Regions from separate parts of the Sus scrofa genome. Here all the other regions are linked to region 3. A link is a contact called in public HiChIP or PLAC-seq data. All regions are on one chromosome and are shown on one strand. The core of a region is the stretch at or near the end of the contact, and the rest is flanking DNA. Distances in the headings are between cores, read along the strand shown.

Region 1 (4,379 bases), core at 973-3,472, 350 kb after region 3:
TTGTCCTTCCTCAGGCCCCTGGACTTTGTCAGTCTGGTCCAGCATACAGCCCTCCTTAAGAGTCCTGTATTAGTAAGGGTTCTCCCGAGAAATAGATTGATACTGTGTGTGTGTACGCGCGCACGTATTATAATGAATGGGCTCTTGGAGTTCCCGTCGTGGCGCAGTGGTTAACGAATCCGACTAGAAACCATGAGGTTGCGGGTTCGGTCCCTGCCCTTGCTCAGTGGGTTAACGATCCGGCGTTGCCGTGAGCTGTGGTGCAGGTTGCAGACGCGGCTCGGATCACGCGTTGCTGTGGCTCTGGTGGAGGCTGGTGGCTACGGTTCCAATTAGACCCCTAGCCTGGGAATCTCCATATGCCGCGGGAGCGGTCCAAGAAATAGCAAAAAGACAAAAAAAAAAAAAAAAAAAAAAATGAATGGGCTCTTGCAGTTGTAGAGACTGGTAAATCCCAAGATCTACAGGGTGATTTGGCAAAGTAGAGCCTCAGCCGAGCTGATGAGCTCCAGTCTGAAGGCTGGCAGGCTTGCGACTCAGGAAGAGCTGATGTTTCAAGTCCAAAGGCAAGGAAAAAAGCCCATCTGCTAGTTTAAAGGCTGTCAGGCAGGAAGGATTTTCTCTTAGTGGGGGTTGGAGGTAGAGAGAGTGAGATGTCGGTCTTTTTGTTAGATTCAGGCCTTCGACTGATTAGATGAGACCCAAAATCCACTTCACTCAGTCTGTTGATTTAAATGTTAATCTCATCCAAACACACACACATACACACACACACCTAGAATCATGTTTGATCAAATATCTGGGCACCCTGTGGCCCAGTCAGGGTGACATACAAAATCAACAATCACAGGTCTCTCCTCGCCAAATAGACTGTCCTCAGGGTAAAATACTCTCTGATCTACTATCCAGTCACACCACACACCATACTTTCATGCCATTTCCCCACACTTTGTTCTTAGCCTTATTTACTCTGTCAAATAAAGGCCATTTTGGTCTAACTCTTGGGATACTTGCAGATTTTGTGGTCATAATATTCTCTCTATTGCAATAACTTCCCCTCCCTTACTGCAGAAGCCCTTCGGCCCCTTAAAATAACCCTACTAAGTCCTTCCTTCCTAAGTCTGTGTCTGTTGTAAATGTCACAGGAACAAACTGTCTGAAGCTAAAGATGAGGTTAAATAATATGCTACATCCATATTATAGAATATGATACTTTTTCAAAAAGCATGCACTCTACTCACTGATGAGTAAAGAACCCTGAGTTAAAAAGGCAGATTACAAAATTACATACTTGTGATATCCCTTTTATATAAAATTAAATACATGGGTATCTTAATATTTTGCAAGAATATTCTGTCTTAGTTTCAGTGGTAGTTATCTCTGGGAGGAGGCAAATAAATAGGAGGGTGTTTTTTTTCCCTCCCCTCTTATTGCATTGTTTGAATTATCTGTAAAGTAGTTGTATAATATTTGTAAGCTGAGGAAAACCCATAGTGCATCATAGCTTTGTGATCTTGATTTTTGTTTAAAAAACAGTCGATTCTGTTTATGCAATCCAGGGCCTGGTGGGCCAGCCTCATGGACACCCTGCTCCATGGGTGTCCACCCTTGATCACCTTCCAGAGGTGGCACAGTCCCCACAGTTTCTCTAAAAGGGGGAGTCTTGCATGGCCTGTCTCGTTCCCCTCCTGGCTGAAGGCAGTGAATGAAGCCTGTTGGAGATCAGGGCTGCCTCCCTTGGCCCTCAGTGCTCCCTGGGAGCCGTCCCTGCGGCCACTGTGAAACAATGAGATGGCTGGTGACACTTCTGGGCTCTGGGCCAGCCTGCCTTTTTCATTTTGCCCAAGGTCTGTTCATTCCCCAGGTCCTGCGTCCAAAGAATGAAACTTTAAAATGGAGATATTATGGAGTTAAATGTGTTTTATTTACAAAGCTGAGGCTCCCTCTTCCCTCACTTGGGCATTTTCCCCCAAAATCTCCTTGAGCCTTCTCCCTCCCCTCCACATACACACTGGATGACCTAGATGGAGATGTAAATGACATTAAGTTAGAGCATCATTTTTGGAAACTTCTTTTGCTCAATTCCCATGGCAACATGGTTAGGGCTTCAGGGATTTTACTCTGACTTTTGGCTAAATGCCAACCTGGCAAATTCCACTCCTCCCTATGGGTCCTGCAGTGCCAGTGTCCTCCTTCACTCAGAATGAGGTCATTGTCTTTGTGGTTAAATAGTGGACACTTTCTGCTCTTCAGATTTTGTACTAAGTACAGCCTGAGAGGCTTGCAGTTCTCCCGCCCCAGATTACTAGCCCTCCCCGCCGTAATGCCTCCATACTGGTGGTCTCTCACCATTGATTAAGTTCTAGATTTGAACCTCCGTTCCTCATCCCCTCAAGAGCATCCATCACTTTGGGGCATTTCCTTCTCCAGTTGAACCAAATCAGATGTATATACTGACTCTTTTTGGTCCTTGGAAAACAAAAGTTTAAAAACCATGGCCCCATTCCATTTCTTTATATATTTGCAATGCTTCTGGGCTTTGGTGATGAGAGAATCTAACAGCTTAGGATAAACAACAGCAAAAGCTTATCCCTTTTTGTGTTTATGTGCAATATTTCTTTGTAGCCTGGCTATTGAAACAAAACAGCTATTAAACTCTAGGTGAGTTCTTCATACCAGCCTCTCCTTGCACAGTTGAGTTCCTTATACGTTCGTTCCCCTCTCCTTCTTTGTGTGGATATTTGTATGTCTGTATCTGTGTATTTATTTCCCTCCAGAGGATCTCAAAACAATAAGACCCTGGTCTTTAAGTATTATCTCTGTCTTGTTGAGCTCTACTACTATTAAACCTGACCAAAGGGACACATTGTCCTCTGCCTTTCGTCTAGTCATTGTCCTCTAGTAAATGAATGGTTGTCAGGACAACAGCATAGAAGGTGAAGGGTCATTGATAACCACATGAATTCTTTAAACACGATGAAAGCAAATGCCAGTGTGTGCTGGAAAGCCATAAAAGAAGAGGAAAGTTTGCAGACAGGTCCTTCCTTTTACAAATTTGATACTCCCTTTAAAAATTAGCTTCAGTTGGAGGTACTCATATTTTATTAGAAATCCTGAATCAAGGGATCGCCCTTGTTGGGCACTATGCTTGTCATTCCAGCATATTAAGCCAGGAATAGCACCCCCTACCTGAGGGCCTGCATTAATAACGAGTCCAGACGCCACCATGGCAGTTCTCCTTGTGTCTTAGTAAATGCCCAATACATATCGTAGGAATAAGTGACCTCAGGTCTTTCTAGTATCCCTTTTCGATGGGTTTATGATTTATATCTACAAAGAAACTGAATTCAGAGACCTTAAGAAACTTTTTCCAAGGCCCTTAAAAGTTTGTGGTTGGATATATACACAGAATTAGAAAGCGATTCATTCTGACTCCTGAGACTACTCTCTTTTTATTATAGTACACTGCCTCACTGTAAAAAAAAAAAAAAAAAAGGAATAAACATTTTGAAAAGGCAGAATACTCCTAAGATTGAAGTGTTGAAGTATACGCTTTCCAAAACAAGAGTAGAAAACCTTTTTCAAAGGTAAACTAGTTGGGAAGAAAGAAAGAAAGAATATGTAATTTAGTGCTCATTGAGAATAAGCAATTAATTCTGCCCTCCAGGGGTGAATTTATGTCTAGCTTATTTGCACATGAAAGTACAAGATTGGCTTCATTTATATGAAAGTAAGACATCTGGTTGGGAAGTGAAAAATTTGGCCAATTACCTGAATCATGTTTGGTCTGCACGATGGAAAAGCCCCAGATGTCTTCAAATCACCAGATGTGTGGTGGTGTGTGTGGTTCACACCGGACCCACCAATTGACTTTTTTCATGTGCGAGCTTGCTGTTTGATGCTCCCATTGTTAGAAGCTGGAATCATTCTGTGAACCAGCAGTTTGCAAACAGTAGTCTAGACTAGAGATCTATGCTGGCCTCGGACAAAGTGTTCAGTGGTGTGTGATGGGATAAGAAAATAAAGTCATAAAAGGACATGTATTTAATTTAAGAGAATCCCTTTATTTTGAGATCATCTCATCTCCCTCTTCTTTTTTTAGTGATAGGGCATTTTGTCAAATGATCTTGATTCTAGGATTTGTTTGTTTGTTTGTCTGTTAGCTACACCAACAGCGTGGAAGTTCCCAGGCCAGGGATCCAACCCATGCCACAGCAGTGACCTGAGCCGCTACAGTGACAACTCTAGATCTTAACCTGCTGCACCACAAGGGAACTCCTAGGATTTGTTTTTAATGCATCCAGGGGACTAAGTAAAAAATTAAGTCTGCGTCAGTCCTCAGGTTTTTGTTTTTTTTAATGTGTTTTATTTTTTATTGG
Region 2 (4,422 bases), core at 267-2,766, 360 kb before region 3:
GTACAATAGAACTAGTAGTATTTGCCCTGCCTTGGGCCAACAGTATTAGTAGTGCTAGTGACATCAATAGGAGCAGTAGTAGCAGTAGTAGCGGCAGCAGTAGTATTTGCTATGCACTGAGCCAGCAGCAGCAGTGGTAGCAGCAGCGGCAGTAGTAATAGCAGTAGCGGTAGTAGCAGCAGTAACTGTGGCAGTAGTATTTGCCATGCACAGAGCCAGTAATGGCAGTAATAGATGTAGAAGCAACAGTAATATTTGCCATCATTGGGCTAGGAGTTGGGTGACAAGCAGACACAGACTTTCTTTGTTCTCATGGACTTCCCTGCCTATACTGCTGTAATTCATTAGAGATCAGAGATGGGCTCTGACTCACAAAGTAAAGCAGATTGGTCTTGGTCTGAGTGATTTTGTATATTAACCCAACTGGAGGAGAAAACCATCCAGGACTTTGTGAAACATCAGCAGAAAAGGAAGGAGAGCCAGCAACACTGCCCAGTTGTAAAGTGTTAGGTGCCACAGGGTCAATCTTTTACATGATAATAAGGTCTTCAATCTATCTCCATTATCTATGAAGAAAATCTGAGTTGATGGGGATTTTACAACAAAAATTAGATTTTTTACAATAATCTAATTTCAGCCTCTCGATCATAAAAATAAAGTCATGTCAAAAGGTGAAAGGGGTTCTTACTGGTTGATAAGTCCACTGTTTTACAGGTAAATCTCTGGAGGTCAGAGGGACCTAGTGACCACCTAGATGACCCAGATCTGGTTGCTGGTGGAGTCAGATCGAGGCCCGGCTCCGCCCTCCCCATGCAGCAATGCCCATCTCAGGACACCCGAGAGCAGCGCAGCCAAAGGTTACTCCTGATTTGCTCAAGATCACACAGTCGGAAAGCAACAGAGCAGACTCTTCCTCTCTCCCTTTCCTTCTTTCATGCCACACCTCAGGAGGATATCTGCCTCCAAGCCTGGTTGCTGCACACGAGTGGCTTTCAATAAATTCTGTCACTGGACCACTGACTACTGGCGTGATTGCTGAGGCTCAGTTTGTGTAAAGCGGGGGGAATTCACCTCCCCCGCCCCCAAGCTGTCTCGCTGGGGTCTTTTGAAGGTTTTATGATTAACCTAAAATAGAGGTAGGTTGGGCATTTCTAACGCACTGAATCTCTCACTATCCTCCTTGATCTGATACTTGGAGCAATGGATTCTTTTCCTTCTCTTTGGAAACACCCGCTTGGCTTAAATAACACACAGCCTTCTGCGTGCACAGGGGGCGTTTGCATTCTCCACCAGATCTGTGGTGTGTGTTTACTAGCCTAAGTCAACACCGAATCAGTGTGTGCTGGTTTGGTTTGCATTTTTGCCTTCTGTACTGCTGCAGCCAGAGCTAAGGCTGGGTCCTTGGGGCTCTCCAAAGCACATTTCCTGCCTGCCAGCACCACAAACCTTTCTTGGTGCTGGCATCTGTTTCAGCCAGCAGAGCCTGCACAGAGACACAGGGGAATGGCTTCCGGTGCTAACTAGCCTGAGTCACAGCCACTGCGATGTACCGGATGAAGAACTGGCAGATGGCATCTGTAGATGCCCCTCAGAAACTCTGGCTGTTTTGCAGCCTGGAGAAAAGCCTCAGCCCTGGGACCGAAGAGGCGGCACCTCTGCTTTGTGAAAAAGGAAGCTGCAGCTGCTGTGCCATGGGCTCCATCACGTGCACAGTGGCTGCGTGCAGACCTGAACGTCCTTCTTATTACTCACCGGAAGTGAGTGTGAACACTTCGCAGAGGAAGATGACTGGCTCCGACAAGATGCATAGAGCCTTTCCAAGGAAATGATTTGCAGTGTTTAAATATTCTATTTCTTAATCTGCTTTTCCTCTGTTGAATCTGTTGCAGATTGATCCGGTTGTGGCATCCTTTGAACACCTTAGAGGATTTTTAATTGGTACTCACTGCCGGTTATAAAACTTCGTGTGCAACCCCTGGTCCCTTGATGCTTCTGCTGTGGGGAGGACGGGTTTGTCACAGCAGTGGGAAATGACACAATGTTGCTTTTATAATTGGAGATGAAAAAAGATAATTTAAAAAATAACAGCTCATATCAGTCATGGGTCTGGCTTAAGTATGAGGCACTGTGGATCCCTAGCTTGCCTGAAAGAGCAGATGGAGGAAACTGGGAGAAAGCAGGATGGGGGATGGAACTCTTGGCCCCACCCAAGTCAGCTCAGGAGTAGGGCGTGTCTGAGAGACCTAACACAACCCTAAGGAATGGGTTAGTTGGCTTCTCATTCTCAAAAGTAGTTGTGTCTGGAGTGGGAACTCCTATTTCCATTCTCTGGAGCCAGATAGGGATTTGTCCTCTTTGGCGAAGATATGTCCACATGCAGGAGGTGTCCCATCAGCAAGGACAGACTCTGGAACCCAGCCTCCAGGGAAAGGAGATGAGAAAAGTCAGGCATTGTTCTAGGCCACCAACTGGGCTGGAGTAAACAGCAGGCTCTGAGCTCAGGGAAGGAGCAGTTAGGTGGAAGCTAGTCTTACAAGATTGGGGATGGCAGCATGGTGTCTTGAGAGCATATGACTTTGGACTTGAGGCTGTTGATTTGAATCCCAGTTTTGGTAGCTGGTAGCTCTATGATGTTGGGTTGGTCAGTCCAGTCCTTGGGGCACATCTGCAAAGTCATCCTAGAGAAGCCGTAACCACGATCCTAGTCAGACAGACTTGGGTTCCAGGCCCTGGTCTATCACTTCCTGAGCGTAAGTTCCTTACCGTCTGTAAGACTCAATCTCCTCATCTTCAGGAAGGAGATAAGGGTATCTCCTCTTACGTCATGGATCTGGTGCAAGGATTAATTGAAACTAAGCAGGAAAAATACTTAGCTTTAGGCTCAGAACACAGAAAGGACTCTATGGATGCTAGCTATTAATTGGTCCTGGGATGTCAGGTCTTGATTGGGTTGGTGGTGAAGGCACTGGAAGTGGGGCCACGTGGTATATGTTTGGGTGGTGGTGGCGGTTTAGGGGCTATCCTAGAAGTTAACATAGTTTTCCAGTTATCTTGATCTTGGTGTCATGCACTGGACAAAATGGTGCTTGGTCTTAAGTTATCAGATTCCTAATCTGGGAACATTTTCTGAGCCCTGCTGGATGGATGTTGAGGTGAACTTTGCCAGAGAGTCTTGTCTCAAGGACTCAGGTCTGTGAACTGGGTATATAGGGCTGAGGCCAACAGACTTAGAGCTCAGAGGGTATTTTCTCAAACACAATCTCCTTTATTTTGATTGCTGCAACTTGCATGACCGATGTTTTTCCTACATGAAGAAACAGAGGTCCTGAGAGGTTCCCCAAGTAGGAGTGAAAGATGTGCTGAGTTCTGAACATGAGGCAAAGCCACACTCGTCCTTGAAGTTATAATGCTGGGTGCCTGCTCCCAGCCTAACCACCACAGGGGCCAGCTCTGTGTGTGGTACTTGGTGGCAAAAACATGGGCCCTATTCTGCCCTGACACAGGTGGTAATAACCTTGGACATGTAGTAAGAGCTACTGTTTTGAATTTTCACTAAGGGTGTTGAGTGACATAGTACATCTTATTTTTTCCAAAGAAAAACATTGTACCTAGAATTTATTGTATCCATTTCGCAGATGAGGAAAGGAAGGTTTAGTGAGATTTTTCAAGGATACGCGTACCTAGAGGAAGAGCTGGGATGGAAGTCCTTTATCAGCCCCCTTTTCTTTCCTTATGCCATCCACTTCCCTTCCTGCTATGGTTTTATAATGCATCGGTGTAAGCCTAATTATATACAAAAGACTATGTATTGTGCTTAGTAGGGTATTAATTTCCTACCCGTCTCTAACTAAGCTACCGATGAATCCCTTGGCGATCAGGCGTGACTAATGGGATTGTTCCTGCTCTGGTTTGATTTGAATTTCGACCTTGAGTATTACAGAAAAACTCTAATGACCAAGGCGGACAATGGTGCAAGCAGTAGCATTTCCCCTTCTAAATGCTACTGTAGCTAGCATCCGTTCTCACACTCTTTTTCTTTTCTTTTTTTTCTTTTCATTTTGAATAGGTGTTCACGTTCTCTGTTAACTTTTCTTTTGTTATGAGAATACTTATACATGTGTATAAATACTAAAATATATATATATAACATGTATATAAAGAAAATTAATCCTATTTTTATATATGTTAGAAATTTTTTTCTGGAGTTCCCTTCATGGCTCAATGGTTAATGAATCCAACTAGGAACCATGAGGTTGAGGGTTCGATCCCTGGCCTTTCTCAGTGGGTTAAGGATCCAGCATTGCCATGAGTTGTGGTATAGGTTGCAGATGCGGCTCGGATCCTGCATTGCTGTGGCTCTGGTGTAGGCCGGCGGCTATAGCTCTGATTAGACCCCTAGCCTGGGAACTTCCATATGCTGTG
Region 3 (4,608 bases), core at 1,464-3,963:
GAATCCCACTCCACACGGAACTGGCCTTGTCCCCTCATTCATTTCCTCTACAAGCATGTTTTGAGCACCATCTTTGTCATTGTTTGTGCTAGGCACCAAGGAGACCATGATGAATGAGATTTAATCTTTGTTCTTTAAAAACTCATAGAACAGGGAGAAATAGACAAGTATCATGGAAATAACAATACATCACGATACGTAATACAGTAGAAATAAACCCAGGGGTTATGAAAACACAAAGGAGGGATACCTATTCCAAACTGAGTGAGGGTGGGGGTGGCAAGATGGACTAAAGGAGATAGTGGCTTATGAGTGGAGTCCTGATGGATGAGTAAGAATGCATCAGCTAAAAGAAGTGGGAGGAGCTGGAGGTAAAGCACACACATGCAAAAGCCTATTCAGTTTCTTCAGGGAACTACAAGTCTTTCAGAGTGGCTGAAGTGTCAGGTAGGACGAGGAGGAGTGGGTTGAGATGAGGCTAAAAAGAGATGTAGGAGCTGTGTAATATAAGGTCTTATTGAACATTTTAATTCTATTCTAGGAAAACTGAGGAACTACTGAATAGTTCATCCAGGTGAATAACATGATCTGATTTGTGTTTTAGAAGAATATCATGGGCTGCAGTTTAGAAAACTGGCCCATATGGGGGAAATAATGACCCATCAGGAAGATGTAGTATTAATTCAGGCAAAAGAAGATTTGGGCTTGAGTTGTTATTGGAAATGAGAGCCAGGATAAAGACAGGAATGGGAGGAACTTAGAAGGTATAATCAACTGAGCCTGAAGACTGGTTGGAGTAAGGAAGCAAGGAAGGAATCGTAGACAGCACCTGGGGTGTGACTAGGATGACTCAAGTATTCTATTAAGGGACGGCAGATTTTTTGTTTCTGTCCAGATTAACTATTGTTTTGCCATGTGTGGGAGTCCACCCTTCTAGTTGCCCTGGCCTATGTACTTCCTCTGGGTGTTTGAGATTATTTCCTGTCTGCTAAGCTGCCTCCCATCTCTTGCCTTTCTAACAGTCAGAATCTGTATAAGCCGATACTCCTGACTACTCTTCTGGTTCTGCCTGAATTACCAGGTTGAGTACCATTTGGGTTTGTATCATTCCTCAATCTGCTCCAAACCTTATGTCTCCAGCTCAAGAGTTCTTCCATATTCTATCTATGACTCATCGAAAATCATGACACAGACCTGACAGAATAATACTTGGAGATCAGCACTAGAAGAGAGTTAGGCTTCAGGTGGTACAACATGCCAATTTTCCACTTGAAAAAATTAAAAACATAGCTTTATCCTTTCATTCATACATTCACTAAATATGTGTTGATTTTACTATGCTCCTTGGGTAAGTATACCTTATTAATAATTATAACTCTCCCATATATAGAGGTATCTCTGTAAATTCTTATAACCTTTTATTGGGTAAGAAAGATGATGATTTCCCTGCATTATAGGTATCAAGACTGAAGGACAGAGGTTCAACCTACAAAAAGTGAGACGAAGGACTGATCAAGAAAGACTGATGGGATCATGGCAAAGACTGCTAGCTGTTCCATGATCTGGGTTCTCCTCTCCTTTTTTGGTAATAGGACCTTCCATTATTAGGTGAGCACCTGAATGTAGTTAGGTAGGTGTATCAAAGTTCCAACAGAAAACAGATGACACACTCAAAATGGAATAAGCCAACGAGGGTTTATTTACAAAGGGGCAATTTACTAAGAATTGGATGTGGAAGAACTTTAAGTATAGTGCAATAATCCAGTGCTCAGAGTAGCTAGGCTGTTACTTCCCTCAGGGCCTAATGGGATGAAGAGAGGGAACAGTTACCAGAACCTAGAAAAAAAGAGAGGCAGGTAAAATCAATCATTCATCAAGAATCAGTAACTCTCAGTTGAGGGACAGAGCCAGCCCAATGCAACCTTGAAGGGAGGGATCCACAGAAATAAATACCTGATTTCACTTTTTTTTTTTTTTTTGATTTCCTGCTAGAGTCCCTATTGTCCAAGCTAGAACCACAGAAGGCACAGGTTACCATTTCCCACTGATGAGGTCTGCACGGTCCAGCTTCCCACGGTAAAGAAAGATGAAGAGGAGCAGGCAGTGAGTCTACAGGAGCAAATGGAAGACAGCTGGCATATGAGAACTACGTAACTACGTTTTGGCCAGTGGAATAGAAGCAGACATAGTGTGTTCAACTTTGGGGCACATCTTTAAAAGGAGGGACATGTCTTCCTTTTTTGATAGGTTGGGTTGATGACATGATGACTGGAGTTTGAGCAGCCATCTTGGTCCACGAGCCAGAAGTTACATCCTGAGATTGGCAGAATAGTATGATAGAGGGAGCCTGGATTCCGGAGGATCAGACAATTAGTTCTGGTTGCCTACATTCCTTTGAGAGACAAATCAACTTGTAATCATATATTGGGGTATTCTGTCTGAAAACTGATGCAAACCTTAACCAGTTCAGAAACCAAACAGGACATTCTTTTGGGATCTGGACTGTATTGGTTATGATTTTTTTTTTTAACTTATAAGCTTCTGAATTGTACTTTGTCTAGCTTAAGAAAAGGGGAAAATTATTGGAAGGATGTTGGGGGTATCTCAGAGAATCAAAGGAAATGCTGAACTACCAAGATAGGAGAACCCAAGGCAGTTCTGGTATCTCAAAATTCTTTGTGGCCTTTCACCCTGGAGGACTGCCACAAATGTGACTCAGCTCCAGCAACTCCCAGTCTCTTCAGCAATTTATGCCAAATTTCCTATTTCTGTTAGAGAGAATCTGACTTGTGTCATTATCGGGGGAGGGATGGGGAGGGTCATAATACAGACAGGTTCACTGGGGTCCCCCACAATTCTTAGAACCACTGATGCATTGTGTGTCAGTCATAAACAAACAAGTATGGTTTAACTTTAGGGGGTCCCATGACATACAAGGAAAAAAAAACCTCAAGCAGCTATGGCATGACACTCAAGGTCCTAACTCCTTGACTGTGACGAAGGGACCATTACCTCAATTTATACAGATAATTTAAATACTAGCAACATGGACAATAATTATGCCTGGTCCCCAGGGGATACAAAACAAAGATTCATTTCCTTCCATTTACCTTCTCAATACCTGTTGTTAGGAGCTCATTACAGGGGCAAAGATGGACAACAACTCAAAGCCAAAATTTTGTATAAATTTACCAAAATTCTCAATATCTACTATAAGTCAGGACCTATGTTGCATACAATTGACAGAAGAAAAAAAAAAAGACTAGGTGTTTTTAAGAAATCACAGACTGGCAGTGAAGAGAATCATGTAGACAAATGAACATAATAATAAATAGCGAGTTATCTACCATAGTAGAATTAAGTATCAGGTGCATTAAGAGAGAGCAGAGAAAGCAACTGAGAAAACTGGAAGAGGTGACATTAGGGGTTAGTATATGTGGGTAAGCAGGAGTCTTATAGGCATAAAAGGGAGGAAGAGAATTAATTCTAAGCAAAAGGAATAGCATGTGAAAACTACTGGGGCGTGAAAACGCCATCCATGTTCAGGGAAAAACTATAACCTCCATGTGAACAGACTCCTAGGCACTGACTGGAAACTCATTTGTTCATTCATAATTTACTGAGCACAGCACTCTGCAGGTTCACCAAAAAATTAAAGATAAATGAGATGCAATCCTAATCTTCAGAGGGAAAGGCAAACACAATGGCTACAATCAGATGAGCGCTAAGCAGAGGGGATGAAAACTCTATGTGAGATGGAAGCGGGGGAAAAAGACATTCTCTAGGGACTCAGAGTTGCCCAGAGCTGGGGGAAGGAGTTAGGACCTTGAGTGCCATGCTATAGCTGTTTGAGTTTTGTTTTTTTCTTGTAGGTCATGAGACCCTATAAAGTTACACCCACACTTGTTTGTTAAAGTAAGATTCTGATTTGCTGAGGCCACTTTGAAACCTTCTGACCTGAGGCACCTAAATCCCACTCGTTTTATGTTTGTGTGCCAGGTATTGTGCTAGGGATTTTATATATGTTATCTCATCTGAGCTGAGATGGGTCCAAGTAGAGGATGTTACATGCCCAGCTTTGGAGGTGAGCAAGGGCAGAGACTAGAGACACACCTTGTAGTGGTGGGGAGGGGGGTGGGTGGGCAGGTTAATGCTGTTTTATGAGTAAGGCACAGGAGTTAAAATTCTTCCTACTTTTCCAAGAAAGGTTAAGCTAACCAGAGTCTATTTGTCTTAAGCAAAGAGAAGTCCAGGAAAAGCATCCCCACAACATCATTAGAGATGTAAGCTCTTCCGTCTCTCCAAGGTGGCTGCAGAATCTCCATTCCCTCCCCCCTCATTCCTTAGAATGCACTTCCATTGCAAGAAGGAAGAAGGGGAGAAGAAAGGCTTTTGCCCAGAAGGCTTAACTTTCTTACTCATAACCAAGTACACTTCCCAGAGATTCCTGCTTATATTTCACTTCCCAGAGATTAGGCTGCTTATGTCACATGGCCACCCCCAAGTGCAAGGGAGGCTGGAAAACAGAATGTTTTAACAGGGTATATATTTTTTGTCTCCTCCAGACCAAATTAATTTTAAGTCACTAAGGAAGGATGCCACAGGTAG

The links. HiChIP or PLAC-seq counts read pairs in DNA pulled down with a chosen protein or histone mark.
Region 1: an H3K27ac HiChIP or PLAC-seq map of alveolar macrophages shows a contact between it and region 3. The contact joins two enhancer-like sites. A contact is called at or near these places in 2 of 2 datasets of contacts at active chromatin or transcription factors (alveolar macrophages and skeletal muscle).
Region 2: an H3K27ac HiChIP or PLAC-seq map of alveolar macrophages shows a contact between it and region 3. The contact joins two enhancer-like sites. A contact is called at or near these places in 2 of 2 datasets of contacts at active chromatin or transcription factors (alveolar macrophages and skeletal muscle).

The regions. Positions count from the first base shown.
Region 1 is chr6:153,003,469-153,007,847 of Sscrofa11.1, reverse strand. All of the region lies in intron 6 of FGGY (FGGY carbohydrate kinase domain-containing protein), which reads left to right. Among named protein-coding and RNA genes, the nearest start is that of FGGY, 210 kb to the left of the region's middle. Within about 2 kb of position 2,222, at least 25 of the 83 cell types and tissues checked have an H3K27ac peak or open chromatin away from gene starts, as enhancers often do. A contact at or near this core is called in alveolar macrophages, where this site is marked.
Region 2 is chr6:153,711,070-153,715,491 of Sscrofa11.1, reverse strand. No RefSeq gene overlaps it. Among named protein-coding and RNA genes, the nearest start is that of JUN, 27 kb to the right of the region's middle. Within about 2 kb of position 1,516, at least 35 of the 83 cell types and tissues checked have an H3K27ac peak or open chromatin away from gene starts, as enhancers often do. A contact at or near this core is called in alveolar macrophages, where this site is marked.
Region 3 is chr6:153,354,241-153,358,848 of Sscrofa11.1, reverse strand. All of the region lies in intron 3 of LOC102165506 (a long non-coding RNA gene), which reads right to left. Among named protein-coding and RNA genes, the nearest start is that of FGGY, 140 kb to the right of the region's middle. Within about 2 kb of position 2,713, at least 2 of the 83 cell types and tissues checked have an H3K27ac peak or open chromatin away from gene starts, as enhancers often do. A contact at or near this core is called in alveolar macrophages, where this site is marked.